Regions from separate parts of the Mus musculus genome. Here all the other regions are linked to region 4. Evidence: chromatin contacts called from public HiCAR-type and promoter capture Hi-C data. All regions are on one chromosome and are shown on one strand. The core of a region is the stretch at or near the end of the contact, and the rest is flanking DNA. Distances in the headings are between cores, read along the strand shown.

Evidence for each region. HiCAR-type assays count read pairs that join an accessible place to other places. Capture Hi-C pulls out chosen DNA fragments and counts their contacts.
Region 1: a contact with region 4 is called in a promoter capture Hi-C map of adipose tissue, with 3 times the contacts expected there. The contact joins the promoter of Irgm1 here to the promoter of Med7 in region 4. A contact is called at or near these places in 1 of 39 promoter capture datasets (cranial neural crest), 1 of 484 Hi-C or Micro-C datasets (B cells), 3 of 115 datasets of contacts at active chromatin or transcription factors (astrocytes, fetal liver and large pre-B cells) and 1 of 9 other capture datasets (adipose tissue).
Region 2: a promoter capture Hi-C map of liver shows a contact between it and region 4, with 2.4 times the contacts expected there. The contact joins the promoter of Ifi47 here to the promoter of Med7 in region 4. A contact is called at or near these places in 1 of 115 datasets of contacts at active chromatin or transcription factors (astrocytes) and 1 of 9 other capture datasets (liver).
Region 3: a contact with region 4 is called in a HiCAR-type map of astrocytes, with 2.4 times the contacts expected there. The contact joins the promoter of Il12b here to the promoter of Med7 in region 4.

Annotation. Positions count from the first base shown.
Region 1 is chr11:48,867,457-48,873,054 of GRCm38.p6, reverse strand. Irgm1 (immunity-related GTPase family M member 1) reads left to right here and starts at 1,635. Exons shown (of 3, transcript NM_008326.2): 1 at 1,635-1,961; 2 at 4,275-4,493. The coding sequence starts at 4,467.
Region 2 is chr11:49,082,970-49,088,701 of GRCm38.p6, reverse strand. Ifi47 (interferon gamma inducible protein 47) reads right to left here and starts at 1,685. Exons shown (of 2, transcript NM_008330.2): 1 at 1,558-1,685. It also overlaps the pseudogene Gm12188.
Region 3 is chr11:44,395,757-44,401,975 of GRCm38.p6, reverse strand. It overlaps Il12b (interleukin 12b), which reads right to left and starts at 1,913. Exons shown (of 8, transcript NM_001303244.1): 1 at 1,858-1,913.
Region 4 is chr11:46,434,090-46,440,102 of GRCm38.p6, reverse strand. Med7 (mediator complex subunit 7) reads right to left here and starts at 3,142. Exons shown (of 3, transcript NM_025426.3): 1 at 2,912-3,142; 2 at 128-297.

The DNA of each region.
Region 1 (5,598 bases), core at 386-2,885, 2.4 Mb before region 4:
GCTCCAGCACTCAGGAAGCAGATGCAGGTAAACTCCGTAAGTTCAAGGCCAGCCTGGTCTACACAGAGAGTAGGTTAGGGAAGCCAAAGATTCTCGGCCAGTGACATTTTTAAGGACAGACCGCCTGTGTTCTGATTATTGACTGTGTACACACAGCATCCTGCCCTGAGGAATCTTTACCTGACACCCAGTTATAACAAACCCTGCTGTGCCCAGCCTCAGTTCCTCCGCAGGAGCAAGAGCCTGAGAGAACTAACTCTGAGCTCAAGGGAGACCCTGGCCCTGGGGAAACACAAAGTGCTGAGTTGAAATGCTGGCTCACTGAGACAGAAGGTTCCAGAAACTCTCTTCCTGGCCTTCCTGTACTGTGCTCAGACCTGTTCCTGTTTGTTCTTATAGAAATCACATAAAGAAAGCAGGACATACAGATTGTCCAGTCTCTCAAAGACAGACATTGAAACTAGCCTGCTTTCTCCTCAGGCTTTGAGGAGAAGCTGAGGGCTTAGAGGAATCAAACAAGGACAGATCCTGGCTATCACTCAAGGCCTCCAGTTCATTAAACAACAGCTCACACTTGTTCCTCTTCTCAGCAACTCAGTCTTTTCCGGTAAGGAGAAAGAGAAAGCCACCAGCGCCGGTAGAGGATCACATTACTGGTCACTTGGAGGGGTGACAAAGGGCTCCTTGTGACCAGAGGATCACATTGCCCAAACCTCTGGGCAATACTGAGCCTGTAATGGGCAGAAGTAGAGTTTGGAACACTGGTTAGTGCCTGTGTGAGGAGCCGCCTCATTCCTCCTGGCCCAATCTGTCTCCCTCTCGCAGTGACTATGGAACAGGCTCAGCTCTGCCCCTCTTTGCTGTGCAGTAAGAACTCACCGGTAGGTACAGAAGAGCAGCAGAGAGAATAACAGCCGCCCGACACTCTGAAAGCTACTTGGCTCCTCTTCGCTGCCCCCTCTGTCACTGTGACCGTGGCCGGTTGCTTTAAAAAAAAAAAATTCTGTTTTTCTTCATGAAAACGTTACACAGGGGTCAGTGCTTCTATGCCATGGTCAAAGCGTCCAGCCCCTGCGTTTACTCTCTAATAATCTACCTCCTAGATCTGAGGAAAATGAAGTATGTCCCCTCTCAGCTCATACCCTCTTCCCTCTCAAACACTAACGAGGACAAGAACCCGATTCTCGACTCCCTGGTGCTCTGACATTCTCCTTTATATAGAGAGGTGTGATTAATCAAGTGAGCCGGCAAACGGGGTAAACGATCATACAGAACAAGGTCTCAGTGCAGCCTCCAAGCTCGGGGTGGCCTGAGGTTGCTGGGTCTGGAGGTTAGCATTGCCCAGGGCCAGCATCTCCACAGGTGGTATCCACGGAAAGAAGTAGCAGGTTCAGACACTGGAAGGTCTGACGCGGGGCTGGCTGTTAAAGTCCCTAAACAGACACAACTCCAACCCCAACGCCCCCACCCTCCACTTCCACCACCACCTCCAATCCCTCATCCCGACCCCTGTTGACGGTGAGTCAGCACAGCAGGGTTCTGCTCCTCTTTGAAGACTACTATGCAGCCCGCCCAGCCTAATCCTGAAAACTAGCCTGTTTCAAGAAATAGAAACCGAAACTGATTCTCAATTCGAGTCCGTCCCCCCCCCGCTCCCCCGCTGGGCCCAGGCAGGCATATCTCCGGTCTAGAAAGTGCAGGACAAAAAGCAAGGTCTGCTCGAAGACCAGAAGCTGAAAGAAAATCCACGCGATCAGACCTCCTCTTGGTTCGTCTCCTCTCAGAAGGACTCCAGACCTCTGCATCTCATCTCTCAACATCCGGGTCTATATTCCAGTTTTGGATCTCTACATAGGGAACTTCTGCCGGAGGACAGCAACGTTTTTGTCCTAGGAAGAAAGGGGTGACGTTCCAGGAAGGCCACTAACATCGAATCACACATAATAACTCCTCTGGATCAGGTAAGTAAAAGTCTCTTAAATGTAGCTTGGCCACCCCCAATCTAATATGAATCCCCCAATATAATATGAACGGTAAAACCGTGAAAACAGGTCATGTGACCTTGGGGTCTGGTTTCTTTTGCTCAGGCAGTGTCCACAGCAGAGCCTCACTTTGACTGTCTAGTACCACACAGCCCTGCTGTATCTTTGCTGTTCAGATATATCTAAACCACCAGCCTGGAGGCAAATGCGTACCTCACCTTATTTCTGGCCTTGTGGTTCTTCTAATGCTGGCTAAATTTGAAGGAGGGCAGAGCGTGCCAACCCATATTCTCTTGGAATTTAAGATAGCGTCTCTTCATAGCTCCACAAAATAAACGCCCAGGATTAGAATGGACCACAGGCAATATCTAGGATACATGAAAAAAATAGGGGGGGGGGGAGGTTTGTTTCTTATCTGGACTACCCATGGAATAGGAATCTCAGAGTAGGTTTTGAGTATAAGGTATCATAGTGACCTTTTTGTCTGACTCCATTAAAATGTTTTATTTGCATTGGAGAAAGTGTCTCTGTTTAAGGAACCACCTCCTTCACTAGTCTGTAAGTTTATAGTTAATGAGATGGGAGCTTTTCAAATACCATCTTCCCAGAGCATGTGGGTTCAGTACTGTCCCCATTCACCGTGAGCAAGTTTATCACACTTTCCAAAGATAAATAAATATCAGAGGGAATTGTGTGGTCCCTGCTACCTTTCATGCAGCTATGGGCAAGTGTGTGCGAGCATGCTCTCCGTTCTGTGTCGGTTGCGAGACTCGAAAGACATTTCCTCACGGGTCTCATCCTCTTTCCCAGATTGACAGCCACAAGGATCTATATTCTTCTTTGGGGATCTTCGCCCCTGTGCAGAGAGGTGAAATAGGAGTATAATCTGGTCATGATCCTCAAAAAAGGAAGTGGAGGGTCACTTGAATCCCAGAAAGAATTCTAAGGGCTCTTTGTAAATACTGGGTTGGAGTTCTGAGGCACGGTATCCCAAGGCTGTCCACACCAACATTCCTGTGTGGCTCCTGGAGGATCCTGCAGCTTCATACAGTTATCCATGCCCTTTCCCAGTCTGCTTGTAATGTATGGACTTCAGCAGCCCTCCTGAGAGTTACTGGCTCCTGCGTGCAGCTGTGACCTGCACCATCCCGGGTGTGCAGGCAGGTCCAGGGTCCAGCACCGGGTGCTCTCGGGTGTGCAGGCAGGTGGGAAGTCTCCATCTACAGTCACAGTTACATAAATAGTTCTGAGAAAGCATGGTTTGCTCTCATCTTCTACTCTGGTGAGTGGAACTCAGTTAAGTAAAACCAATACAGAACTAGACCCTGGCTAATGATAGGTGAGATGGAGGGGAGAGAATTGCCTTGAGGACAAGACACTACTGAATGTCACACAGCTTCTTGTCTGTGTACCCCGTCTCTGCACCCCATTACAGAATGTTTTCAACCCCTGAAGTTTGTCCAGCTTCATCCCCCTGGCTTCCAGCCAGCTTTGTCTCAGACTTTATCACCAGCCCACTCTGGTGCCTATACACCCAGCTCAGGGCCCCTTGACACTGAAGCAGGAAGTACAGCCCTGGATATTCCGTAGCTTGGCCAGTCTGACATGAGAACTGCTGGAGGGGGACCCTGAATGGCTTCTATAGTCAAAGGCTGGACAGGCTGGCAGCCCCTATGCAGATGTGATATGTGACGGCAACCTTTCCCATGTCCTCCCTCTCACTGAATTCTGGACATCTTTGTAGTTATTTGATAAAGCACCTTGGTCTGTTGATGAGTTTAACCCTAAACCAAGTTCTATAGAGTTGGAGAAGCTGGGGAGAGCTCCTTTATCAGTGTAGTTCAGTTATGTGGTGCTTATAAGAGAGGGCAGAAAAATTGGTCTCCAACATTATGAAATGTGTGTCCATATAAAGGGTAAGTGACAATTGGTGGCAGTGAGTAGATCAAGGTTTCCAAACAAAACCCCTCAGCATGCATCAAATCCTCTGTTTAGTAGGACTGTCTTCATCGTAAAGACAGAAACGTGGAGTCATATTGCAGGGATCAGCCTTTGGATTTCTTACATACTCTGTGTATAGTTCAGGACTTAGACACAGTATACACAGGTTCTTAGACACAGTGTTATAGCCCTGTAATCTCAGCACTAGGGAAACCAAGATAGGACGATCATAAGTTTCAGGTCAGCCTGGGCTACAAAGGAAGACCCTGGGGGAAAAAAAAAGACTATTTTTTCATATGTCCCTGTTTCTTTGCCCACAATCAACAATAATGAATACCACTTATCTAATAGGGTTTGAGGAGTATTAAGTGAGATAAGGCATTCGAAGGAACCAACTCAGATTCACAGACAGAGGACCTGTGTGCTTAAAGTCTAAGAGTGGAGGAAGAACCTGAGGAGCGGCTTCCTCAGAGACCCTAATAAAACCAGAGAGCCTCACCAGGGAGCTGAAAGGTCCACAGACAGCGTCACTCGGATCTTATCATGAAACCATCACACAGTTCCTGCGAGGTGGGTAGCATGACTTTCAGGTGCTTGAGGCAGAAAACTGGAGCTCCAAGAATGGGTCTGTATTACAAAGAGCTGAGCTCCCCAAACATGGACCGGTCTCCTGACCACTGTCTTCTGTAGAGGATGAATACAAGTCCCAAGACTGGAGAGCAAGGCTATGGGGAGCAGATGGATTGTATTCAGGTGCTGTTGCAGAAAAGGTATAAGTGAAAGGGGTGCCCAAGGGGCTGGAGAGATGGCTCAGCGTGTAAGAGCACTGACTGCTCTTCCAGAGGTCCTGAGTTCAATTTCCCAGCAACCACATGGTGGCTCACAACCATCTGTAATGGGATCCGATGCCCTCTTCTGGTGTGTCTGAAGACAGACAGTGTACTTACATAAAATAAATAAGTAATTCTCTGGGAGGGAGGGAGGGAGGGAGGGAGGGAGGGAGGGAGGGAGGGAGGGAGGGAGGGAGGGTTACCCAAGCCAGAGCTGCAAAATGAGAAGCTGTATTGTTGGGTGTACCATGGCCATGGGCATGTCCTACAGAAATAAATGAATTAGTATTCTAGGGAAACCTCCTTCTTGATGTGAGGACAAAACAAGTCTCCAGATGTCTCCAGATGTTTCAAGCATGCATGTGAGGGCTGGGTTGGAGAACAGCTTTCAAGAGTCCGTTCGCTCTCCCCCATGTGGGTTCCTGAGATTGAACTCAGGTCATCGGATTCGGCAGCAAGTGCCCTTAGGTACTGAGCCATCTCACTAGCCCTGAGTTATAGAATGTTTTTATTTGTATTCATGTACAAGAAGAAAGGTAAATTTTAAGAGAAGATAGCACAACAGTCACTCATGATAGGAGGACTTTTCAAGTCCAATGAGCAGTTTGTGTGTTGTAACCTTATGTAGAATCCACTTGGTTAGCCGGGTGGTATTGGTGCACACCTTTAATCCCAGAAGGCAAAGGCAGGCGGATTTCTGAGTTCGAGGCTAGCCTGGTCCACAGAGTGAGTTCCAGGACAGCCAGGGCCATCCATACAGAGAAACCCTGTCTTGAAAAATAATAAATAAATAAATATCCACTTGGTGATTCCCAAACCAATTCTCTTCTCAGCCATGCCCTACT
Region 2 (5,732 bases), core at 436-2,935, 2.7 Mb before region 4:
TACCCAGAACAAAACCCTAAGTTTCCCTAGGTCTTGTAACTCAGCAAGGATTGTGAATGGAAATAATAGTGCCCGATCACATTCTGTTTAAAAGGTAAATACAGGGCGAGACGGGCTGGGCGGGATTGCTGGAGGGTCGTGGGCGGTGTGCAGGAGACGTATCAGCGGGCAGCAGCTGCAGCCAGACTCCCAGCTGGGCAACCCCCACTCACCACGTAGCCCTCGATGAGGCGTGCAGCTCCCGCCCAGGCACTACAGCACCACCCCCAGCGGCACACACACAACCCAAATCATCTATGACTGGAAATTCCTGATGGAGTGTCAGAACTCACCTGTTGCCAAAACACCCCCAAAGGACCTGCCAGCCATTTCTGGGTCACTAGCCCTACCAGCGGTGAGCCTCCCATGCAAGCCAGCCAGAGCCACCACCTGCACAGCAGCCCGGAAGATAAGCGGGCAGGCGGTGAAGTTTGAGATGGACATTTAAGGGACCATAGGACGCAGTGATGTTTCTGGGGCCCCTTGGGCCCTTGGGAAAAGAGCCACAGCAGTCAGGCCTTGTACCAGGCAGACACTGGGTGTGGATCGGCCACCCAGTCCTGCTCTTCACTCAGGGCACGTGCTCTGCCTTCCATTTTGTGAACACCAGCACATACCACCTTGTGCCTCTGTTGATAACCGAGCTGCTACTGCAGGGGAATGACTCTCACCCATACCCTCCCTGCATCGAGTGCCAGCAAGTGGACACAGAGGAGTCTGTCAGAATGATCCAGCAATTCTAGCCCTAGCCTCCGGTGCACACCCACCTTTCCTTAGGTTGGGGTAACTGAGAAAACCACCCTTTAACTTCTTTTCCTGAGAGGAAATAAAAGCCACATTTACCCTAGGCCCACAGCTGGACCCTATCTAGAAAAAAAAAAAAGTAAATACAGATGAGACTTTTTAAAAAGGGAGGGGAGGGAGGAAGGAAGGAAGGAAGGAAGGAAGGAAGGAAGGAAGGAAGGAAAGAGAGAGAAAGAAAGGAAGGAAGGAAGGAAGGAAGGAAGGAAGGAAGGAAGGAAGGAGAGAAAGAAAGAAAGAAAGAAAGAAAGAAAGAAAGAAAGAAAGAAAGAAAGAAAGAAAGAGAAAAGAAAAGAGAGAAGGGAAGGGAAGGGAAGGGAAGGGAAGGGAAGGGAAGGGAAGGGAAGGGAAGGGAAGGGAAGGGAAGGGAAGGGAAGGGAAGGGAACGAAAGGAAAGGAAAGGAAGGGAAGGAAAGGAAAGGAAAGAAAAGAAAGCAAAGCTGGCAGGGTTATGCCATACTCTCTGGTGGTGAGATCCGGCCACATTACAGTGAGCATGGTACGTTTCCTATGAGAGTCACCCATAAAGACTCTGCTCAGTCCAAACTTACTCAGAACTCTCACAGAACAACTGGCACCAAAAGGCAGTTCCAGACCCATGACTCCTATCTGTGATAGACCGGTGACATGACCTGCTGCCTATCCAAGCCAGCTCTGCCCTCTTCCCACAAAGCCAAAACCTAGGTCACACCAGGTGCAAAGGCTTTTCGCACTCACCAGATCCAAGAAGTAGAAAATACCGGGTCTGTTTCTCACTGCAGCCCACAGCACAGCCACCACCAACGGCACGGGTCTGCCCTCCTTCAGGAAAGTCTGAAGCAATGAGCCCTAGCAGAGAGAAAAAAATGAAAGATATATTTGCAGGAAACAAAAGTGAAACTAAAGCTCTTTCTTTGTTTCCCCTGCAGCATAAACATTTCCAGGAAAAAGAAAAGGACTTTAACTTGGTCAGAGAATGAAAGAAGCCTGGAAGATTCAAGGCCAGGAAGACATTTCCACTTGGCCTGTGAAGGGTCACTCGGCCAAGACATCAGGGGAATGAGTTCTCTGAAGCCAAAGGATTCCTGGGGACAAGGATGAAAGAGATGAGGGGTTTTCCAAAGACGCCAGTGAATGACTGAAACACACTGCCCATCGGGAAGGACTGTGCCATGCGTCTGCCTCCTTGTCCTTCTCAGGAACACTGTGGCTGACTAACCTCATTTCAGCCCCAAGGCACCCATGAACCTGGGGTCTCACAGGATCCAGAGCCACCAAGACAACTCAGGAAAGAGAGTAATGGAGTCTTCCTAGTTTCCTTTCTCATTTTATCTACCTCAGGATTCCCTCATGAGAGCGTAGTCTGGCACAAAGTGAAGACAGGTTTTCCAAAAACATCATTTGATGCAATGAGATAATCCCTCACAGGTTTTGTTGGTTTTAACGTTTATCACCATGGAGGAAAGACATTTGCTGCCATGTTGGGAAAAGAAGCTGTTGCTGACATGTTCTGTCCTTGGTGAAGTCTGTCTCTGAACATGGATGGTTTGGGTTATATTGACAGTGTTTCTGCATAATTTTTTGTTTTGTTTTGTTTTGGTTTGGTTTTTGTTGTTGTTGTTGTTGTTTTGTATTTTTGAGACAGGGTTTCTCTGTATAGCCCTGGCTGTCCTGGAACTTACTTTGTAGACCAGGCTGGCCTCGAACTCAGAAATCTTCCTGCCTCTGCTTCCCGAGTGCTGGGATTAAAGGCATGTACCACCACGCCCGGAGTTTCTGCGTAATTTTAACACATGTAATCAGATATGAAGAACAGATTACATGCTCCTGTTAATTAAAATGGTGTCTTTTTTTTCCAGCTCTGTGTGATTTGAGTTTATTCTCCATTTGAATGGCTGGGTGAGTGCAGAGAGTGGGAGGTTGATACCGTCCATGGTCTATGGGTCCGATTTTTGATTATCTGAAGGCACACAGTGACTCTGTCTCCTTCTGTACACAGACGTTCACATGCTTAGTGGATTCTTGTATGAGAACCAAGTACATCTCTTTCTTGGTTTCTATATGAGAGCCAAAATTTAGTTCTGAACATTGAAATCTTGAGGTATAGTGCCTGGCTTCCAGATAACTGAAGCCGTGACTCAATTATATGGCAATGTGTCACAGATTCACCATGAAGATACTCTGAGGTATGAAAAGGGGAGAAAGGGCACCATCTCTCTTTATCACTATGAGAGCATTCCTCAGCATCATGGGGCTCCCACGGTACAGTGGGACAAGAGAAGGGTGAATGAGCTGGAAGTCTGAATGTCCAGGAGAAACCAGATCTGCTTAATTCAGAGCTAAGACACCTGCAATGTCCCTGAGAAGGACACTATGGGTCTCTCTTTAGTTACAAAGCAAATGGTGAGTGACCACATCATCCTAGGTCAAGGACAAAGCTGTGTGTTCATTCATGTGTACACATGCTGGACCCATACATGCGTGCATTTCTATGAGCTGGTATATGTGTCTATGTGTGTGATAGGTATGTGTTCCTATGTGACAGATGACCCAGTAGACATAGCCAGTCACAGAACTCTGCATTTAAAATGTGTAGATGTGTGACATAGATCCTGCACTTCCTTAGAATAGTGACATACTGTGGTAAATTGTTAATAATCAAACCAGAAAAAAAAAAACAAAAACAGAAACATTGTCAAGCACACAGGAAAGGGGCAGCCAAGAGAAGCAGCGTGCTAGGCATTCTGAACTTGTTTATCTTCCACTCTCCACAGGGGGCCTCTGCAGTGCCATAGAAAGAAAACGGACACAGTTGTGCTGTCAAGTCTCAAGTTATTTACTTTCCTTTTGCTCCTGCTATCAATTTTGAAAGCAGGGTCTTGGGTGTTTCAAGCTTTGTGTGACTCACAGAGGGTGTGTGTGGCACATACAGAAGTGGGTCAAGGTTTCTGAGCGTGAAATCTCTCATGCTAAACATGACTTGATCACTAGTCACCTCCATCAGCCAAGCACTGTTCAGAGACAAGACCCAAGAAAAGTCAGAAATGCTGAAGCCAGCTCTAGTGGGAGTGGTGTATCCTGACTAGTGTTGTTGTGTTACTTGACACAAGCTAGAATCATTTGAAAAGAGGGAACCACAACTCAGCAAATACCTCCATAAGACTGGCTACTAGGCAAGTGTATAATGCATTTTTTCTTTTTTCTTTTTCCTTTTTTTTTTGTTTTTCTTTTGTTGTTGTTTTTGAGATAGTGTGTCTCTACATAGCTCTGACTGTCTTAGAACTCGCTATGTTCACCAGATTGACCTTGAACTCACAGAGATCCCTCTCTGCCTCCTGAGAGCTGGGACTGAAGGCATACCTCACAATGCCTGTCATGCATTTTTAAATTAATGATTAATGTAGGATAGTCCAACTCATGATAGATAATGCCTCCCCTGGGCTAGTGGTCCTGGGTGCTATAAAAAGCAGACCAAGCAATCCAGGAAAGAACAAGCCAGTGGGTAGCACTCCTTAATAGCTTCTGTTTCAGTTCTTTCCTCCATGTTCCTGCCTTGAGTCCCTTCCCTGGCTTCTCTCCACGATGTGGAAGTATAAGGTGAAATAGACCCTTTCTTCCCTAGGTTGCCTTTGGTCATGGTGTGTTATCACATCAGTAGAAACCCTAACTAAGACAGGGTGAGTACCAGTGCGGGTGCTAGAAGGGTTGAGGGTTAGACCCCCTGTACATACACGTGGAAACAGATAATTGGGCCTGGGTGACTATAGTCTATAGTACACTGAATTCTCAGAAGGTAGAAATAATCTTTTGATCTTGTACTTGTCCCTCCTCTGCACTGTTGAAGATAGTCACTTCTTCAACTGACAAACTGGCAGTGACAAGCAAGAGGAAACCCCAGCTTCAACTGTGGATGGAGAATAAAGATAGCTATTGCATAAAAGAGGGATGGATAAGCAAACCAATCCCTGGCCATCCAACACCATCTGATCTCCACCCCCACTTCCAAACTCCACGTCAGTATTGTTGACTCCCCCCATGGCCAGGGAGTCAAAGTCTCTGTGGACTGAAGGGTATTCCGAAAACACTGGGGCATCCAGAAACTCTGGGAATTTGAGCTCAGGACTGGAAACAAAGCATATTTCATTTTCATTACTAAAGCAAAACATAAAATGATATCTACAGTTGGCTTCAGAACATCCAAGAACAGAGAAGGAGAGCACCTGGTGTTACACCTTATTTTTGCTCTTGTAAAAAGAGCCAAGAAGACCTACCCCCGGATGTTTGCTTTTTCCAGACACAATGTGGACAGGCCAGGGAATTCTCTTCATGTCCTTGTTCTCAAGTGTCTTCACTTATAAAAGTTCCTATAACTCTTCCTAGAAAAATCCCTTGTGGGAAGAACATTTTCTACTCTGCCCCACCCATAGTTCACAATAAGTTCACAGCTTCCTTACATAGGTTCCCACACAATATTCTTCTTGTAGGTTTAGCAAATAAGTGTGTTGCCTAGTTACGTAGCAACACTGTGGGGCTGTGGGGGTGGCTCCATGGTAAAGAACTTATTTTGAAAGACAGAAACAGAAATGGCTGGAAACCTCTTGAGTCTGCACCTCACTCTCTTGCCCCATCTTACATCCATACATAGTCACATGGAACTCAACCACTGCCTGCCTCATTTGACTCTGGTTTATGTCTATTCTTGAATGACCATGCAGAACACTGAGCTCAGATGAATGAACTATGGGCCACATCTGCATTTTCTGGACCTCCTGACTTCTGATTATGTCCCCAAGGACGATGGGGAGTATAGACTTTCAAACTCTGCTTCTGGGGCTGTAAGTAAGTTATGAGTGATTAAACATGTTCTACCTTCTGAATTAATATATTTAAAGAACTCAAATGTGGAAAGATTA
Region 3 (6,219 bases), core at 664-3,163, 2.0 Mb after region 4:
TTTCCTCTGTCAGCCTCAGATGCACTTGAGCATCACACGTGAACCATATTTCAGGCTGAAGGGAGCCCTGGCAATGGTCCAAGGAACAATCTTCATTTCGGCATCACCTACATCTTAGATCATAGAAGACCAGCAGAGGGTGGAGATGATGGCAGGTCGCCTCTTAATCAAATCTGCACAAGCAAAAAAGTGTGCAGTATGTAGCCAGGCTTTGGCTTTCAGGCTGATTGGCAGATGCTGGGCTTTGTTTCCCTCTCACTCCACAATTCTTCCATATGCTATGTTTTAACAATTCTTTTTTGTTTGTTTGTTTGTTTGTTTGTTTTCATTAGTTTTCTTAAGTCCTGAAAGTCTTGTGCAAAGAGCACAGGAACCCTGGGCTGGATACTCTAGCTCCCTAGAGCATGCAAATGCTTCCAAACATTGCTGCCAGCGGGTGCCTGAGTGGACATCCCTTTTGCAAGTTTCATTCTGTTATTCTTTAATTTAAAAGAGAAATGATATGTAAAAATAAAAATGCCCAGAAACAACAATGCACAGTACAGATGGCGTGGCTGTCAGGGATGGCAAGGAGGGCACGGGCAAAGGGCCTTGGTTCTACAGCCAAACAGACCTCAGTCTGCCACTTGTTAGTTATGTGACCTTGACAAGTTGTGTTGACTTTGTCAAGCCTGTACTCCTAGATTAAAAATAACTCTGTCAGGTTAGGAGTTCATGAAATGATCCACAGAAAGTGCCAGCTTGAGCCCCAAATGAAAACAGGACCCCAAATAGCTACTCTTCCCCTTCAGCATCGCTGAAATGACAATCATTTGATTACGTCTTTAATGTCTGTCCCCCCTTTCCCATACCGAGGTGTGTGACAGAGGTCATATCTGTCTAGTCTTATATCCAGAATCTAGCCTAGAGAGAGTCCATGGATTGTTGGTGCAATAATCACAGTATTTCAGATCTCAGCAAAATGAATTCTTGGGGGTGACCTAACTTCATCTTGAAATGCCTTGCTTGAACAAACGGAGCCCCCAGCTGAGGCTCAGTGATCCCTGGGTGAAAGCAAGATGTCACCCTGCCCCATCACCCTGCCCCATCTGGTGCTCATGATTTCACCTGGGCAAGCAGAGGAAGCCAACCCATGAAGATTAGCCTTCCCTTTCTCACAGATTTTAGAACCCTTTAGGAAATAGTTTGGAACATGCCTTGGGCTTTCCAGTTTTGAAGAGGTGGCAAAGTTAGTTAAAATCCAAAGGAACCCCCAAACCCAGCTCTCCACTTTGATTATCATAGCTGATTCTAAAGGCCATCACAGGTAGGACATTCAGTGATGAGCTTAGGCTTGAAGGGGTACATGAAAGGCTTTTTTTTTTTTTAAGTTTCACTCTTAAGGCAAGAACAGAATTTTAACAACACTCCTTAACACATATGCATTAATACTTAAGAAAATGCACATAGTATATGTGTCTATATAGACAAAGCAAACCTTTCTATCAAATACACATCTGTCCACAATGCTTGGCACATATTATTAGTAGCTCAATTTTTTGAGACTCTCTCAAACTCATTACACAGCTGAATCTGGCCTTAAACTCCTGTGCATTCTGTTTCCTGCCTCCCAGATTTGGAGATTACAGGTGTGCGCCATCACATCTGTAATTAGCTGACTTTTTAAATGACTATTTGAAGCCCCTGTCGTCAAAGCCCCTGGTTTCCACCAGCGGGGAAAGCCATCCGAGATGCTCCCAGAATCCACTTACCCCACTCCCACGCTGCCTGGTTCAGGGGTAGCCTGTCCCCTGGAGTCTGAATCTGGACAGCCTCTAGATGCAGGGAGTTAGCGACAGGGAAGAGGAGAGAACTTACCTTGCTTTGCTGCGAGCTGCCTGGTCTGATGTGCCTGGACACCCACTGTTCCTTCTGCTGCCTTGGCTGCTCCTGGTGCTTATATACTCTACTCCTACAGAACTTTCTGATGGAAACCCAAAGTAGAAACTGACTAGTCTCAATTGCAACACTGAAAACTAGTGTCAAAACATTCTGGGGGAATTTTAAGAAGTTCCTCCCTCCCCCCCTTGCCTCCCTGAGTGCATCTATCATACAGAGGGAATATAGACGTCGAAATCCCAGGTTAAGAGGAAATGACTTCGGGGTGTGGAAAAAGGAAGGAGGCAGAGATACTAATTTCTGTTTACATCATGCCTAAGGTGAATAGAGGCGGCAATGGCTAACCTCTCCCGATTCCACAGACTGCAGAAAAAGGAAGGACTTGCCCCAAACCGAGTTCATGGTTCATGCCACAATCAAATAAGTAGGTGTTACAGGCCCAAAGAATAAAGGGCCTAGTGTATCTGGGCCACCTTTCCCCATGTTTTCTTGTTAGCATCTAAATTCAGAAGGTATTACCTCCTGTTTGGCTCCACGTACCCCCTACCTCATACCTATGTTGTCTGTATCCAGGGACAGCTCTGGGGAGGTGAATAACTAATAAAAGTCATAGTGTTTTGAGGGCGTCTCTTATGCTTATAGGTCCTTACTCATGGATTGATAGCAGCATGAACTGAGCTAGACATAGGCAAGCGTACAGATGATTCAAAGGTCACTCTTTTGGGTACCCATACTATATTCTCACTTCAGTAATAACGTGTCTGTGGTCCTATAAACCCTTTGTAGTTTCTCTTCTTGAGGAGTTTAAAATTGCAAAGAGGTGTGCAATCCTGTAAGTTGATGTTACCTCCCTTCCTCATCCGTGCTCAGAAATATTAGCTCTTCTTGCACATCCAGTTCGCATACAGATGAGAGCCACTCTCAGAGCCGCCGATAGAGGGCGCGAAGCGAGGACATCCTCGCGGTTGGGACGCAAGGGACACAACCCGCCGCTTCTCCATTCCTGTCCCTGGCCTGGGTTCCCGCCTCCTGGGAAGTTCCTAGGGCTGAGGTTGGACCCTGTCAGGTTTCGGGCGGTGTAGATTTCCGGCCTAACTTTCTTCCAAGTGTCAGTCTGCCTGGGGCGCGGGGAGGGGGAGAGAACTGCGGAGCTTCCCAGCCACACACTTCCTCACTCCAGCAGCCCAGCTGCAATCCCTCTTTGGTCCTGATCGGCTTCAAACTGAGGGTGGAGACATCAGTCACAGCAAGCTAGCTAGTGGCATCCCTGTACTCCTAGGCTTCGAGTGAAACTGGTTTTGCATACAAGATCATTCTTAAGTGAACAAAGTAGGTTTCGTTGCATAGTGAAATAGCAGTAAAAAATAATGTGCTAGTTTTAGGGGATCTCTGAGGACAGCCATAATCTCTGTGACTAAGATTGCTGGTCACACTGACCCTACATGCAAAGCTCATGGTTACCTCTGCCCATCTCTCCCAAGGACAGATCGGGAGTTCGTTAGAGCACCATCTTTGGCCTCTCGAGGAACTGGATCTTGACAAGGTACATAACTCCTCTTAGCCTCACTGCTGCAGTGCAGGGTTGTAAATGTCCCCTGAGCTGAGACAAGCTGTGACAACATACATGCAAAGCTCATGCAAATGTCCCCTGAGCTTAGACAAGCTATCATTATGAGCCACAAGAAAGCGATTTCATGAGGAAAACCGAACAAAGCAATATGGGGCCGAAGAATAGCTCCATGGGCTTATTTGGAGCTGGAGGGAAGGCTAGGGGGGGGGGAGGGGGCTTGAGGTAGCTCTTGGGGCTAGGTCAAAAACAGTTAGAGGAATACAAGACACAAGGGAATGATGTGCAGAATAACAGTGTGGCTCATAATCAGGCTGAAGCTACTTGGCTGTGATTGAACCCCTCCCCCCCAACACACACACGTACGTACAGATGTATGTATGTAATACCAAAAGGCCCCTTCCCTTATCAAAAGATGGCTATAAGCCTTTAGTATACTTTTCTAATACAATATAAATCATGTGTGCTTTAAAACATTAGTTTTCAGACAATGCAAAGCAAAACATGCATCCTTGCTATTGTCAAAAACTCCAAAGCAAAATACACCTTGAATAAGAAGCTGAAGCTTTGACATAGAGACTCCTGGCAGTAGACATTACCTGTGCTTTGATGTGTGTTCCTCTGAGCCGCCTGTGCCCCCTGTATATATTTGGTTGTTTAAGTAGGATCTTGTTATATGATGATTCTGAAAATTCCTTTTATGTAGTGGTTGGGAAATGAACAGGCCTGGATTATATCACGACCCAAGTTTCAAAAGCAGCCACAAGAGTTTCTATGAACACACATTTTCCACATGTTAGTCGATAGCTTTACCACTCAGTTATCTCTGCAGCCCTTCAGCAGCCTTTAGTGAGTACATCCATGGCTTTGGTCTCTTGCTGGACCTAACAGAATTGACTCCACATCTGGATCAGTTAGAGACTTGGCTTAGTCTGCCAACTAGCTTCTCTCTCCAGATGACTCCATATTTCCAGATAACAGATAATCCAGGATGACATTCAGTGTGTGTGTATGTGTGTGTGTGTGTGTGTCTGTGTTTCAGAGAGAAATGAAGAAAGGGAGAGAGGGAGGGAGGGAAGGAGTAAAGGAAGGAGTGAGAGAGAAAAGAGAGGAGACAGCTTTTATCATGTGCATCTCTCCTAAGAGCAAAGTTGTCTTAGAAGCTCCCAGAACTTTTTCTTCCAGTCCCCTGGACAACTGTAATCTAGTCTTCCCGAGGAGAATATACTTACAGTGACTGAAAGCTGAGCTGGGCACAGAGCCCTGATCACAGAGGAGTGGATAGACCAACTAGGAGGCCATAAATCATAGGTATTGGCCAGGTAAGTCTGGTGGTTTGTGCTGACATAGAAGGAAGAAATCAGGTAATCAGACAATGAGAAATAAATCTTCCTTCTTAGTCCATCATTTACAAAAGATGTGTCTGCCCGCAGGCTATGGTTGTTGCTCCTGCCTGCTTCCTTACAGAAGCTCAGACCGGGAAAACACCCCAAGTGCATGTGTCAGTCAGCGTGTGACTAGATGATTTTCGGGGTTTGTTTGTTTGTTTATGTATTTATTTTCAATGGCTTGGCTTCCTATTTTCTCCAAAATGTCTACAACTAACATGTATCATTCTTAAAAAATATTTGGTTTCTTCTTTTCTTTTCTTTTCTTTTTTTTTTTTTTTTTTTTGAGACAGGGTTTCTCTGTATAGCCCTGGCTGTCCTGGAACTCACTTTGTAGATCAGGCTGGCATCGAACTCAGAAATCTGCCTGCCTCTGCCTCCCAAGGGCTGGGATTAAAGGCGTATGCCACCATGCCCAGCTTTGGTTTCTTTTTATATATGTTCATATGCTGTGTACATCCATGTGTGTGACTGAGGACATGTACGGTTGCCAGGATTGATGTGGGATGGCTTCCTTGATTGCTCTTCATCTTAGTGGGTTTTTTTTAAATTTAAATCATATAGTTTTAGTGTGTTTGTGTGTGCGCACATGTGTGCACGTGCGTATATGTATGTGTTTATGCACACTTATGTGAACAGCATGTAGCAGTTGGTTCTCTCCTACTGTGTGGCTCCCAGGGACTGAACTTAAGTTGTTAGACTTGGAGGTAGGCACATTTATTTACTGAGGCGTCTCATTAGTTCACCATCCTAGTTTTATAACCTGGAGCTGATGGATTTGAACTGTCAGGCCATTGGACCTCGGGACCCTCCCATCTGCCCCTCCCCAATACCACAATTACTGGCACATTTTGTTGTGTCAACCTCTTACCCCTTTTACCCACTGAAGCATCTCCCCAGTCCCATATCTCTTGTTTCTCATTTAAAAACATGTCTGAAAGAGTCACATAGAAATGGCAGTGATTAGGAATTTAGATTTCAGAGGCAGATTTAGGATCAGATCATGATTCTCCTTCAAATGTAATCGAGCGCACTCCTGTGTAGAACATTTCTGGCCATACAAGTCATCAAATTGTTACTGAGATGTACAGTGTGGGTGGAGAAGCCCGTGTTGTCTGACATGAGTTCACTCAGGTTTTCACGTGTCCTTCCCTATGCCTGCTCCTTCAATGCTTTGACTGATAGGTAGAATTAGCTTCATTCTTAAAGGGACCAAGATGTCTTCAACATCTCCTGACAGTGACTCTGAGGATATTTCTGTCCTGTCATACTTCCTCCCTTGACCCGTGATAGGAAGGCAGAGGGTGTGGCATTAAGCCAGGACTGTTTTGTCATCTCAATGGGTACCTGGGCCTGCTCGACTGGACTGACTGCAAGGTGAAGTTG
Region 4 (6,013 bases), core at 1,893-4,392:
GACCGGGCAAAGTATACTGGGGGGGGGGGGGGGAGAAGAGCAGGGCAGGGTGTGAGGGAGGGAGAGGGTCTTGTGACATTTGTTACTGTGTCATGAAACTTCACTGATGAGAGAAAAAAGTACCAACCTAAGACCAGAGCAGCCTGATCAACACAACTACGATGTTCAGAAGTTCACTGTGGGTTCAGACCATATTATCTTCAAGTTTCCTGATAGGAAATACACCTTGAAAATTGAGAACGTGTTGACCACCCAAGACAACAGGTGTGCTAACTCACCCGATAGGGACAGATGATCCTGGCAAAGAGAAAATAAAGCAAAGCTTTATGAAGATCTGACGGTGGGGGGGAGAACAAAAAACAAAAAAACTTCCTTGTTAGGCTAATGGGATAGAGCAAGGAAGGTACAGAAAGTTGCACACCAAAGACTCTGCCTTCCAAAAGGTTTGCCCTTTGTCTACTTTGTGATAGCACCACAATTATGATTCTAACATTCAAGTGTAAAGACAGGTTCTGTAACTCACAGTGGACAATGGCAAGGTCATTTTTACTGCAGAATCACCGTTTAAACTACTTAGTCACTGACTCCCAGGTACCATGACTTCTTCACAATACTGCTCTGGTCCTACGGCCTGCTGTGTCCTGACTCTTAACTGTATTCACCCACGACTGCAGGTTTTTATCAGATAGTTTGTTTAACTGAATCAGACTTAAAAATGCTGAATTGTTATGTTTATTGCAGTGAAGATAACAGAAGTGAGAGCCTTGTTGCCCTAATATCTCTAACTATACACCCAAGTCGAGATATGCAAACTTTGTCTATGAAGGAAATTCTGAGAACACAAAACAGTATCACTTAGAAACCCTACTATTTTTTTGATCTCTTCAAGTCTTTCTCACCTGTTAAAGAGCACTCTTGCTGCCTGCCAGACTTCACGTGATGGTGAAGTAAGATCTGCTCTGCTTGTTTAGAAAAGGATGCTAGCACTAAGGACTCACATATTCTAGGTAATCTGACAAATGTAAAGCATACAAAGTGGAAAAACAAGCAGCAGAGTCCACCACAGGTTTGGCAGAGGACTTTATTTACTGTTATTTTTAAACATTTTTTTAAAAAGACCTAAACTGGGCATGATGGTTCCCGCTGTAGTCATGATGGGTCATGCTGTAGTCCCTGTGACTGAGAAGCTCGATAGCTCTAAGTTCAAGGCCAGTTTGGACTACACAGTGAGGCTGGGCCAGCCGGTGCTAAAGATCCATCTTTAAAAACTAAGTAAATATTTTTAAAATATATAAAAGTGGGAGTAAGATATGGTAGTGGTCTGTGAGGTATTAGAGGAGTGTGGAAGCGGGTATGATCAAAACACATGTGTGTTTGTGTGTGTGTGTATAAAATTCTCAAAGAACAAACATATTCTGAGAACTAAGGAAAAAGGGTCTGTATTTAGGGTGCTTTTATATGGTACATGATATACTATTTTTTCATGTCTGACTCCTTTTGGTAGGCATATGTTGGAACCTACTCTGGAAAAGAACATTTATATGCAAATGTCATATGCCTTATTTATTATTCTTTCCCATAATCAAACTACATATGGTATCTATTAATCTCATGTCGTTCACTTTCCTTTTTACTGTACAGTGGTCTCCAAACCCAAACACTTAAAACTCTCTTTACATCTTGACAAAAATCACCATTGTTGCTGGGCAGTGGTGGCGCACGCCTTTAATCCCAGCACTTGGGAGGCAGAGGCAGGTGAATTTCTGAGTTCGAGGCCAGCCTGGTCTACAGAGTGAGTTCCAGGACAGCCAAGGCTACGCAGAGAAATTCTGTCTCAAAAAAACAAACAAACAAACAACTATAACAAAACACCGTTGTTAAATTTCATATTTCAAATATTTTCCAAGGTTTCTGAAGGAAGCCACATCTTACAGTATAGTAGAGTTAGTATAGTACAGTTTTCTTAACACATTAGCAATTTTTACATCTTTTCTACATAAATTTAAAACCTAAATCCCAACATATATGGTCAAAATAACCTTTGCTTTTTCCAATTTAAGTACATTATACAATGAGAAGATTCTTGAGTGCTTTCTCACACTGATGTACACTGCCAATACCTTAAATCTGAGGGAAGCAACTCCAAATTCTTCAGATTGTCTAACTGTTAGAGCTAATTCAGGGTGTATATACCTAGAACACGAAAGTCTACTTGTAGCCACTTCAAGTCAACACCTGGCCTAAATTTCATCCCCCGAAGGCTTTTGAAGTTGGGGATCTGCGCTTCCCTTAGCCACACCCACACTAAACCCGCAGTTTCCCGAAGGTTTTTAGTAAGTGACAGATCCGCATCCTCACTCCAATCATCAGGACGGTACGACTACTCCCAATTTGACTATAGAGACAAGAAGCCAATTCCCAACGTGCAGAAGGGGGTGAATTGTACAACGGGAATCCGCATTAGTTTTTTCGGGCGCAAGTGCAAACCCCCGTAACTTGGGCATCCCGCGTTAGAGCGGGCCACCTTACAGAAACCGCCCATTACCGGTTCAAACTGAACTTTTCAAAGCCGCTGGAGGTCGTGACTCGCTAACACTAACAAGATCCAGTGTCTCGTGGGTGCTTTTTTTTTTGGGAGGGGGGGGGTCCGCAAGCTCAGACACTTGGCTCACTTTGTCCCCGTGACTGGGTCCCCGCGGAAAGTCTGGTACAGGATGAATCCGGCTCCGACCCAGGCTCTCGCTCCCCTCCCCCAGCCCCCGCGCTCCCAGGCGGCTACTGTCACTTTACCAATGGCGACAGGGCAGGCTAAGACCACGACATTATAAAAGCCCGTGGCGTGGGGACGAGAACTCGGACCTCCCAACCTCCCGTCTGGCTTGTCGTCCGGAGAGAGCGGTACTCGGTGTACCTTCGGCCGGCCGCCTGCCTCAGGCCCCGGGGAGGCTTCGCGGAGGAACCGGGAGGAAGGCTAGCCCGGGCGTCCCAGGCTGTCCCGCGCCGGACTTCGGCGCTCCACGCCGGGAGAGACGCAACCGCGGGGGCGGAGAGACAGACTTAGGCTGCGGTCGCCAACCGCCGCCGCCCGCTCACCTCAGCTCTTTCTTGCTTTTCCGGTAGTGACTTTTCCTCAGCGCAGCGGAAGCACAAGTTCCGGTTGCCTTCTCAGGAAGAAGCCTCTGACGCGGGCCTCTCATTGGCTACCAAGGCTGTCCTATAGCAGGTCCTACTCCCGCCCTAAAGATGTTGCACATGCGCACTTTCGCATCTCCTGCTTCTCTCGGGAAAGATCCGCTGTCTGGTTTCTTGGTCAGGTCAGGAGAATACTTCTTCGTACTTTTTGTTAGTAGAAGAAAGTACTCTCTAGTAATTCCATTCCTTGCAGCCCCCACTTTTATACGAGACTTTTAAAATTAAATACTTGCCTTATGTAAAAGTCAGAAAATACAGATAAGCAATATATTTAAAAATTATACTAATGTAATCATCAAAAATGTTTTTTAAAAGCAAGATTGTACTCTATGATATATTCATATATATGGAGATATTTGTGAACATGATTAAGAATAACATCCTAAACCTTCATTTTCCCCCTTCCATTCACTTTTATTTTCATTTAGGAATTCAAAGATGTCTATAACAATCCTTCCACAAATTGACAAGTGAAAAAAACTTAATATAATTTTTTAAAATGGAGGGAGTGGGTAATTTCACTGTGTAGCCCAGGCTGGCTTCAGATGTCTCTTCCCAGCCTCTGGAAAGCCAGAGGTATAGAAATGAGCCATCAGGACTAGCAAGAAATATTTCCATTTTGGCCTTTCCCTGAGGGAGAGGAGGAGGGGGAGGGAGGAGAGAGAGAAGAGTTGTTAACAGATGATATGGGAGTCGTAAGATGCAGTGTTGCAAACTAAAAGTAAGATAAACAGCTCTGCTTCACAAACAAGAATGTCTCAGTTTCTTCCTTTAAATATGTGGAGCATTGCAGGCATAAAAACAAAAGAAGAGTCTACTCACTACCAACTTCCATAGTTATATGAGCCCCATCATTTTGTCTCTAGTCTGGTATGAACCTCTAAAAGGTAAGGGCTCTTCGTTTTTTCCTATACCCACAGATTTATTATCTTACTGAAAGTGTACTAGGGGTTATTACACTGATAGAATGAATGTGTGTATGCACATGGATATATATGTATATATGACTTATCCGAGTGACTTACAAGATGCAGTTCAAGTAGTCCAGCAATGGCTGTCTCAGCCCTGAAAGGCTGAGAATCCTGTAGTTGCTCAGTCTAAGAGGCTGGATGTCTCAACAGACCCCCACCTGGCATTGGAGACCTGGAAGATTCCTGGAGAGCCACAGGTCTTCAGTCCATGTTGGAATCCCAAAGAAGTTTGGTTCTAATACTGGCAAAGGAATGGCACAGCAGTGGTACAGATGAAGTTGCCAGTGAGTGTTAGAGCAAGCAACCAAAGAGCAGTTTCCTTTCTTCATGTCCTTTTATCTGGGCAGCCACAAGAAAATGCCACTCAGTCTTTCTGCTTCTAAAGATTAGCCATCACCCAAAGATAAGTTCATGGGTGGAGAGCTTGCCTAGAATAATACATATAAGACAACCCCAGTACTACATAAGGGATAGCCATGTCATGTTAGGGACTGGTTAAAAATACAGTTTAATGAATACTTTGTTTTGTCTATTATTGACTGTACTTGCAAGATCTGAATGTTAAAGACCCAAATGTAACCTCAGTGCATGGAGGGTAAAAACAGAAGGATCTGAAATTCAGAAACTCAAGGTCATTCCGGCTACATAGTTTAAAGTCAGCTTAGGCTGTGAGAATTTGGAGGGGTAGCTTTTAAAATCAACTTCCATATCAATATTTGGATTCAGATGGTCTCTGGTTCCAATTAAGAGCTGCCCCTTTCTAACTACCAATGTCTTTTAATTGGTTTGTAATCTTTGCATTGTTTCCCCCATCAATGTTCTTTTTAAACAACTCCATCCATTTTTAACATGCCTGAATCAAGTGTTCCCCTGACTCCACTGTGTTCTGCACCAGAGACTTGCAGTTCTCATTGTACCCAATCTGGCTCAGTACTTGGCATATTTGGTATAGATCACCCCAGGACTTAGAGCTATGAAGCTACTTCTCAGTCAGAAGCCATCCATATGACACAGGTAATACCATTCATTCAGATCCTGGAACCCCCTCACCTCTGTACTTCAGACTCTACTCTGAACTTCAGCTTTATCCAAATGCATTACATCTGTTTGCAAAAGGTGTCCCCTTCTTCCAGTACTCCACTGAATCCACTATACCAACCTCTTGCATTGGATTTATTTTACAGCGTTTCAGATATAAGAAATTTGCTACCACACCCACTACTCTGTTGTCATTCATTCTTACCTCAATTTCTGCAAAGCCTCCCAAATGGTTTCTTTGCTTCACTTTTGTCCCCCCTTAATCTTCTTCCCACACTGTTATGACATAGAAGATTTGACTCTGTTCAAAATTCTCCAAGGCAGTTTCTGTCACATATAAAATAAAATCGAATAACCCTACCATGGACTATAGAAAGCTCTACAAAATGATGGTCCCCCAAACCTTTCAACATATACAAAGCATCCTTCATAGTGTTTGCCTACAACTGAAGTCATCTTGATGTAGCATGTTTACTCTATTGTATTCTCCATCGGATACAAGTTGATGAGGGTAGAAATGCTTCCCATTTCATTCATGGCTGTATTGTCAGCACCTAGAACAATGTCTGAGATGGGCAAGTGTTCAAGAACTGTTTGGTAAGTAAATAGCGAAATGAATATAACTGTCTCCTGTACTGCAAGGGGATATTTCCTAGTCCCTAGCCAATACTTGAAAGCACAGATAGTTCCTAACCCTGTAGATACTAAGTTTTATTATACCCACCTATAATAAGGTTTAATTTATAAATAAGTACTGGAAAATGAGCCACTATAATAACAAAATAGAATAATTATGAAAACATACTGTAATA